Linked DNA regions of Danio rerio: region 1 is linked to region 2. The links are chromatin contacts, called in public Micro-C maps. All regions are on one chromosome and are shown on one strand. Each heading gives the region's core, a stretch centred on a gene start, on an enhancer-like site or on the middle of the called end of the contact. The rest is flanking DNA. Distances are from core to core; before and after follow the strand shown. Region 1 holds the start of enc2 (ectodermal-neural cortex 2). Region 2 overlaps akap13 (A-kinase anchoring protein 13).

Evidence for each region. Hi-C and Micro-C count contacts between places; a contact is called where the count stands out from the background.
Region 1: a contact with region 2 is called in a Micro-C map of caudal fin, with 3 times the contacts expected there. The contact joins the promoter of enc2 here to the enhancer-like site in region 2. A contact is called at or near these places in 2 of 18 Hi-C or Micro-C datasets (caudal fin and an unstated tissue) and 1 of 4 datasets of contacts at active chromatin or transcription factors (embryo).

The regions. Positions count from the first base shown.
Region 1 is chr25:12,204,477-12,207,666 of GRCz12tu, forward strand. enc2 (ectodermal-neural cortex 2) reads right to left here and starts at 1,883. Exons shown (of 5, transcript XM_073942911.1): 1 at 1,760-1,883; 2 at 1,510-1,661. All of the region lies in intron 2 of agbl1 (AGBL carboxypeptidase 1), which reads left to right.
Region 2 is chr25:12,041,322-12,044,414 of GRCz12tu, forward strand. The region is part of intron 8 of akap13 (A-kinase anchoring protein 13); the gene reads left to right. Among named protein-coding and RNA genes, the nearest start is that of agbl1, 89 kb to the right of the region's middle. Within about 2 kb of position 1,535, at least 20 of the 62 cell types and tissues checked have an H3K27ac peak or open chromatin away from gene starts, as enhancers often do. A contact at or near this core is called in caudal fin, where this site is marked.

The DNA of each region.
Region 1 (3,190 bases), core at 633-3,132, 160 kb after region 2:
TCCATCAAGTGGCATAACACATTTTAGGCCAATAAATTTCAGTTCTAAATGTTCTAATTTTATGTCTCTAATGCTTACAGATTTAAAAGAGTACCCCAACAATCACTGAAGCCACAAAAAATAGAGGGTCCATCAAATGGCATTACATATTTTAGGCCGTTAAAATTTTCAGCGCCAAAAATTCTGTACATCTCTAATATCAACACACTTTTAGATTCTTATTGTTGCACATTGCTGCTGTGTGATTGGCTTGTAGATCAATATTGAGTAAAAAAATGTCCAGAGCTATTATTATTAACACATATTTTATCCTGATTCAATATAATATTGTTTATTGGCTCAGCCCTAGATACAAGCCAAATGACAAAAACATATTGTTCCTAAACTTCACTAAATTTAAATATTTGTACTTGTGTGATAGCACTTAAAAGTTGGCTGCTATTGTTACAGAAGGTTTTAAGTGTGGCCATATTAGTTATGTCGACATTGTAAATGGAAAAACAGTGAACATATGAAAATTTGTCATATGCTCAGTTCCTTATTTCTTATGCTTGCAAGAAGTGCTTCTTCTCAACAACTCAAGGAGAACCATAACTAAACATTTTGTTCATACTGTATTTGTAATTTAACAACCCACTTTTAGGACATGAAGCCTTTAAAATGACCTAATGAATCTGGTGTTGGATTAAAGATGCATCTGAAAACTAGAACTGAAAACTGAGGCGAATAATTTAAGTATAAAGGTAATGTTAGGACCATTCACACTTTGCAAGAGTAAGCAGCCAATTTGAAGTTAGACAGGCACTTGTTTACTTGAACTATGACCAATGTAAAAATAACTGGACTGAACTTCAAATTCCGTCGTTGTATAAGAAATCTGAGGCCATGGATGATTCAATAAGACTAATTTTCCTGTCTTTTGTATCACAAAAAAAAGAAATAAATAAAATAAAATTTATATATATATATATATATATATATATATATATATATATATATATATATATATATATATATATATATATATATATATATATTCCCAATTAGTAAAAAACTACAGTGGGAGCAGGTGCTCTGAGGCGCGGGCTTGAAAAAACTAAACAAACAAAACACAATTTCCTTCAGTCATTTCCAATAGTTCCCCTCTCGCCTCCTTTAGACTTTATAAACTGAAGAAATATATTAGTGATACAAATACATAACGCGACAAATAAGACAATTTCTGCGACTTTTTTGCGCTGCAAGACTTTAGAAATGCGCGAACTCGAGCTACAGTTAGCCATCTCGCTAGTGCGCTAAACAATGGAAAAGACACCTGAAAAGCTAAATAACTCATACTGAGGTAAAATCTAATCAAGCCAAAATGTAAACCCAGTAATATCAGAAATGACAGATTTGTCTAAGCTTAGTCTTACGGCGACCGCTGTGAATAAGAGGAGCTAATGCTGTTAGCGGAGAGTCGCAACTCAGTGTATTGACATGCAGAAGAAAGCCTGACAAACTCCTGACGATTAGAGAGACGTAAAGACGCTGCTCTCCCTGTAAGCGATCATTATCTTCCGATTTACACCCGTTTCTCCTTCTGGAAGAAGCGAGATGTGGTCACCAATCCCTATCCAGCTCACACCTAATCCTGACTGAGTGTATTGGCTTTTCCAGCTCTGCCAAAAACAGGAAGAACAGTGCAGATGTTGATTATTAGAGGGTTATTCATCTCAAGCTTTTTGTTCTAATATAACAAAAAACTTGGTATACTTACAGTGTGCTGGACGCTAGTAAGAAATCCTGACGTTGTGCGGTTTTAAATTTTGAAAAGGAATCATAGTTTTGTTCGCCTCTTGTCTGGTCGGCTGGGTTACTTTGTCCACATTCCAGTCCTCACTGATGAAAAACTGTAGAGTCTCCTAAGGTAATATCCAAACGCAGGGAATGGGTTGTAGCGAGTGATTGACGCGCCGTCGACCAATCACGAGCTGAGAACTTATGCAAATATAAATTGTAGCCAATGGGAGCGCTCCAACCTAAAGTTCTGCGCTGTTTTCTATACGAAGCAGCCAATGGATGAAAAGTGGGCGGAGCGTCACGATGGGCGATGACAGGCCATCACAACAATTAGAAGAGAAGTATGTTTACATATGCTTCTTCAAATTGCAACAATGACAAAACATTCATCGGGCATGGTGGCATTTCTACGTATAAATGATTATATAGGACTATTTTAACAGGAAATCAAAACAAGACTTACTTAAATTTCCTTTATAGAATTGTTAGTTTTTTTCCCGTTTTGCCACATCATCAGCATCCTCCAGCATGTAGTTCTATTAGTTTATATATATATGTTTGTTTATAAGTAGACTACAAGCCTTGTAAAGAGATTTCTATACACAATGCATATAGCTCCATCTAGTGGATGTAGTGTATTGTAGTGTATTCATAGCTGTGATAAACCATATCATAAATTCAACATTGTTTACCTCGAGTATAATAAGTGATTTATATATTAACAACACTGCATTTGGTATTAATCAGTATAAATGTCATTATAAATTCATATTTTATCACTTATAAAATGATCCTTAAGGGTAAAGTTATATTAATATTAAAAATATTTCCAATACCTGTTAATGGCTGGTCAGCCATGACAATTTACTCATTTATTTTCTTTTCAGCTTAGTCCTTTTGTTATTCAGGGGTCGCCACAGTGGAATGAACAGCCAACTTGTCTAACATATGTTTCACGCAGTGGATGCCCTTCCAGCGAGAGGGTGCTCGCTGCAGAGCCATTTGAGGAGAGCTGAGCTCCAGCGAGGGGGAGCATGAGCTGTCGCTCCTCCTTCTGTAAGCTGTTTTAATGCGTACACCAACCCCACCCCTAACCCTACCCCCAGTGACATCACTCATAGAAGAAGTGCAAAAAAGGTGGAGCTCAAGCTTAAGCTCCCCCTCGCTGGAGCTCAGCTCTCCTCAAATGGCTCTGCAGCGAGCACCACTTGCTTCCAGCTGCAACCCATCACTGGGAAACACCCATACACTCTCATTCACACGGACACTGTTTAGTTTACTCAATTCACCTATAGTGCATGTCTTTTGGACTTGTGGGGGAAACCAGAGAAACTCCAAAGGAAATTAATGCGAACACTAGTAGAACATGCAAACTCCACACAGAAATGCCAACTGACCCAGCCAAGGC
Region 2 (3,093 bases), core at 285-2,784:
ATGCTTGCCTGTGTAAACAGATTTTTTATAAATTTACGGATAAAGTCGTTTTGGAAATTTTCTGGATATTTACTGGCATCATTGTGTGAAAAGGGCTATTAAATGTTTCTTAAAAAGTTTTAATAATTATGCTACTATGCTACTATGAGAAACCTTTACTAGTCAGAGGAATAAAACTGGAATCTCTTTGAACATTTAGCTTAATTCTTTCCTGCTAACGCATGACAAACATTCTCAGCCAACCAGAATCCATCCAACTTTATAGAGCATTTAAATTGGTGGACAACATAATTACAATTTTAACAACTGTCCAGGGATAACAGAAAAATAACCTTTTGGCTAATTCTGGTGCGTTTGCAGAAATGCTAATTAATTTACACTGTCCCTGCCAAATAAATAAACAGTTAAATAAAATAAAACAACATGCATTTATAATAAACAGCATAATAAACTTTGATGGTATGGATGCTAATCTAGTTGGCTTTATTGTTATCTTTCTTGGTGTGAACAGGCCTTGTAAAAGAAATGCAAACTGATACTTGTCTTCGCTAGCATGTTGCGGCTAATATTCTCTTTGTTTTCATAGTAGTACACTCTAACATGGGCGATGAAATATTTTCTTTCTCTCTTAAGTGATAGTAATGAAAGACATAACAAATTTTAATTCAGTCTGGGGAAAACTTTCTTTTTGAAGAATTAGCAGGGAATGTTAAGTCTTACCGTTAGCCTGTTCAAGCAGCATGCTTTTAGTTCTGGCATTGTCTGAACTAAAATAATAACAAAAAAGATCTTAGTTATCAGTTATCTGTTCATTTTTAAGCGTGTCATCACCTCTCTTGTCAAACTAGCTTACTGTGTCTAGTTAGCTTCTAAAAACAGGCTACTTTTTCGCTTATCTGCTGTCTGGCATGCAGACTTGGACTGCATCATGAGGCTGTGTAGCTACATTGTCAGCATTTGAAAGAAATTACACTGGAACATTCTATCTTTAAGAGACTCTCCAGATAAGTGCAGGGGCCACATTTATAGAGCATCTTAACTTTGACTAGCATGCTAACTTTGCTCTTGCTGGAAAAGTCCATTAGCACGATTAAACTCAATATTTTGAGTCATTTTGTAGCTTTTTTGAGTCCTGGTTTAACTTTTCTTGTCATCAATCATCATAATAATTTATTGAGGCTGATTGGAAGTTAAATCTGAAACTGATTTGTTATGCTAACACATTTCATGACTGATGTGTGTTTCCCCACATCAGAAAGGCTCAATTATTTAATTTGGAGTTCGTTGATGAATTAATACATCATAACACTTCCAGCCAGACCACAACATAATATTAAAGCTATTCTTGAAGAGGATTTTTACATTTGAATTAAATTCACGTGCTTCGTCTTCTTATTTTAACTGCTTTTTAGATAATGTCATCCTAAAATGCTATTCTGATGATGGATAATAGGATGTTTGCTTGTTGTTAAGCTTCTCATTTGGCGTCTAGAGAGCTGTGGCTCCCTCTAGTGTTTATAAGTGATATAACTCCTTCCAGATGTGCTGTCTAGAAGTCTACATGTGTGTTGCAGAAAGAAACAAGGGCAAAAAAGCACAGACTGTGGTCTCAATGCACCACCAGCAGCATGTGTTCAGCCTATTCTCTTTTGACACAGCTTTTTTTTTTTTTTTTTTTTTTGACTGCTTTTATCTGCCCTCATGTAGCAGGCCAGATGCATTGTGGGAACCCCTCTTTAAAGGAGTTCCTTTTTCACGAAACGTCTAAACTATTAAACCACACTCACCACCCCTGGGAAAACAGTTCTTTAAAAACACGCACGCAAACTTGAAAAAGGGACAAGGCCGCCTCTCAAGCGCAGGAATGTGAAGTGTAAGAATGGCGTGATGTTGAAGAAAAGCAAAAGGGCTGTGTTGCTGGAGTGGGAGGGTTGAAGACACCAGTGAGGCTGGTCTTGATATATACACACACACACACACACTCCTTCCATTCATGCATCTGTTTGTTGGCTCGACTGCTGATGGAAATATCCTTTGTATTCTTCTCGACTTCTGTGCTTCTGCTCCCCCCTTTCAAGTCTTGTTTTTTTTTCTTTGGCTTAGTTCATTTTCCTTTGTTTTCTCTCATTTTGTCCTTCCAGAAAGTAATTTAATCTCCCTCATGTTGATCCAAACCCATGTTTTTGTTCCGTGGAACACAAAAGGCGGTGCATTTATCAAAAATACACATAAGTATTTAAACATTTCTAAAAGTACAAAACCAAGTGTAATGTGTGCTATATTTTCATCACCATCTAACAGCAATTTGTAACTGCTATGAATTCGTATAATTTCATTCGTCCAATTTAGCACGATCTGCTTATCCCCCAATGATGGTTGGGTTTAGGGTTGGGGTTGGGAGCCATGTCTCCTTTTAAAACTGTACATTTCCGTGACAAATTGTACCAACTTCTTGATTTAGTGGTTAATTCGTGTGAATTCATACAATCTCATTTAACCAATTTAGTATGATTAGCTTATCGCCCAATGACGGTTGGATTTAGTGGTTGGTGCCATGGCTCCTTTTAAAATCGTACATTTTCGTACCAATTTGTATCAACTTTTTGATTTAGTGGTTAATTCGTATGAGTTTGTACCATCTCATTCGTCGAATTTAGTACGATTTGCTCATCCTCCAATGGCGGTTGGTTTTAGTGGTGGGGTTGAGTGCCATGACTTTTAAAGTTGTACATTTTCATACCAACTTTTTGATTTAGTGGTTAATTCGTAAGAATTCATACAATCCCATTCATCCAATTTAGCATGATTTGCTTATCCCCGAATGGTGGTTGGGTTTAGGGGTGGGATTGGGTGCCATGGCTCTTTTAAAAATCATACATTTTCATACCAATTCGTACCAAATTTTTTATTTAGTGGTTATTTCATATGAATTCATACAATCTCGTTCATCCTATTTAGTATGATTTGCTTATCACCCAATGACGGCTGGAATTAGGGGTGGGATTTGGTGCCATGACTCCTTTTAAAATCGTACATTTTCTTACCAGCTCGTTCCAACTTTTTGATTTAGCGGCTAATTTGTATGAATTCTTC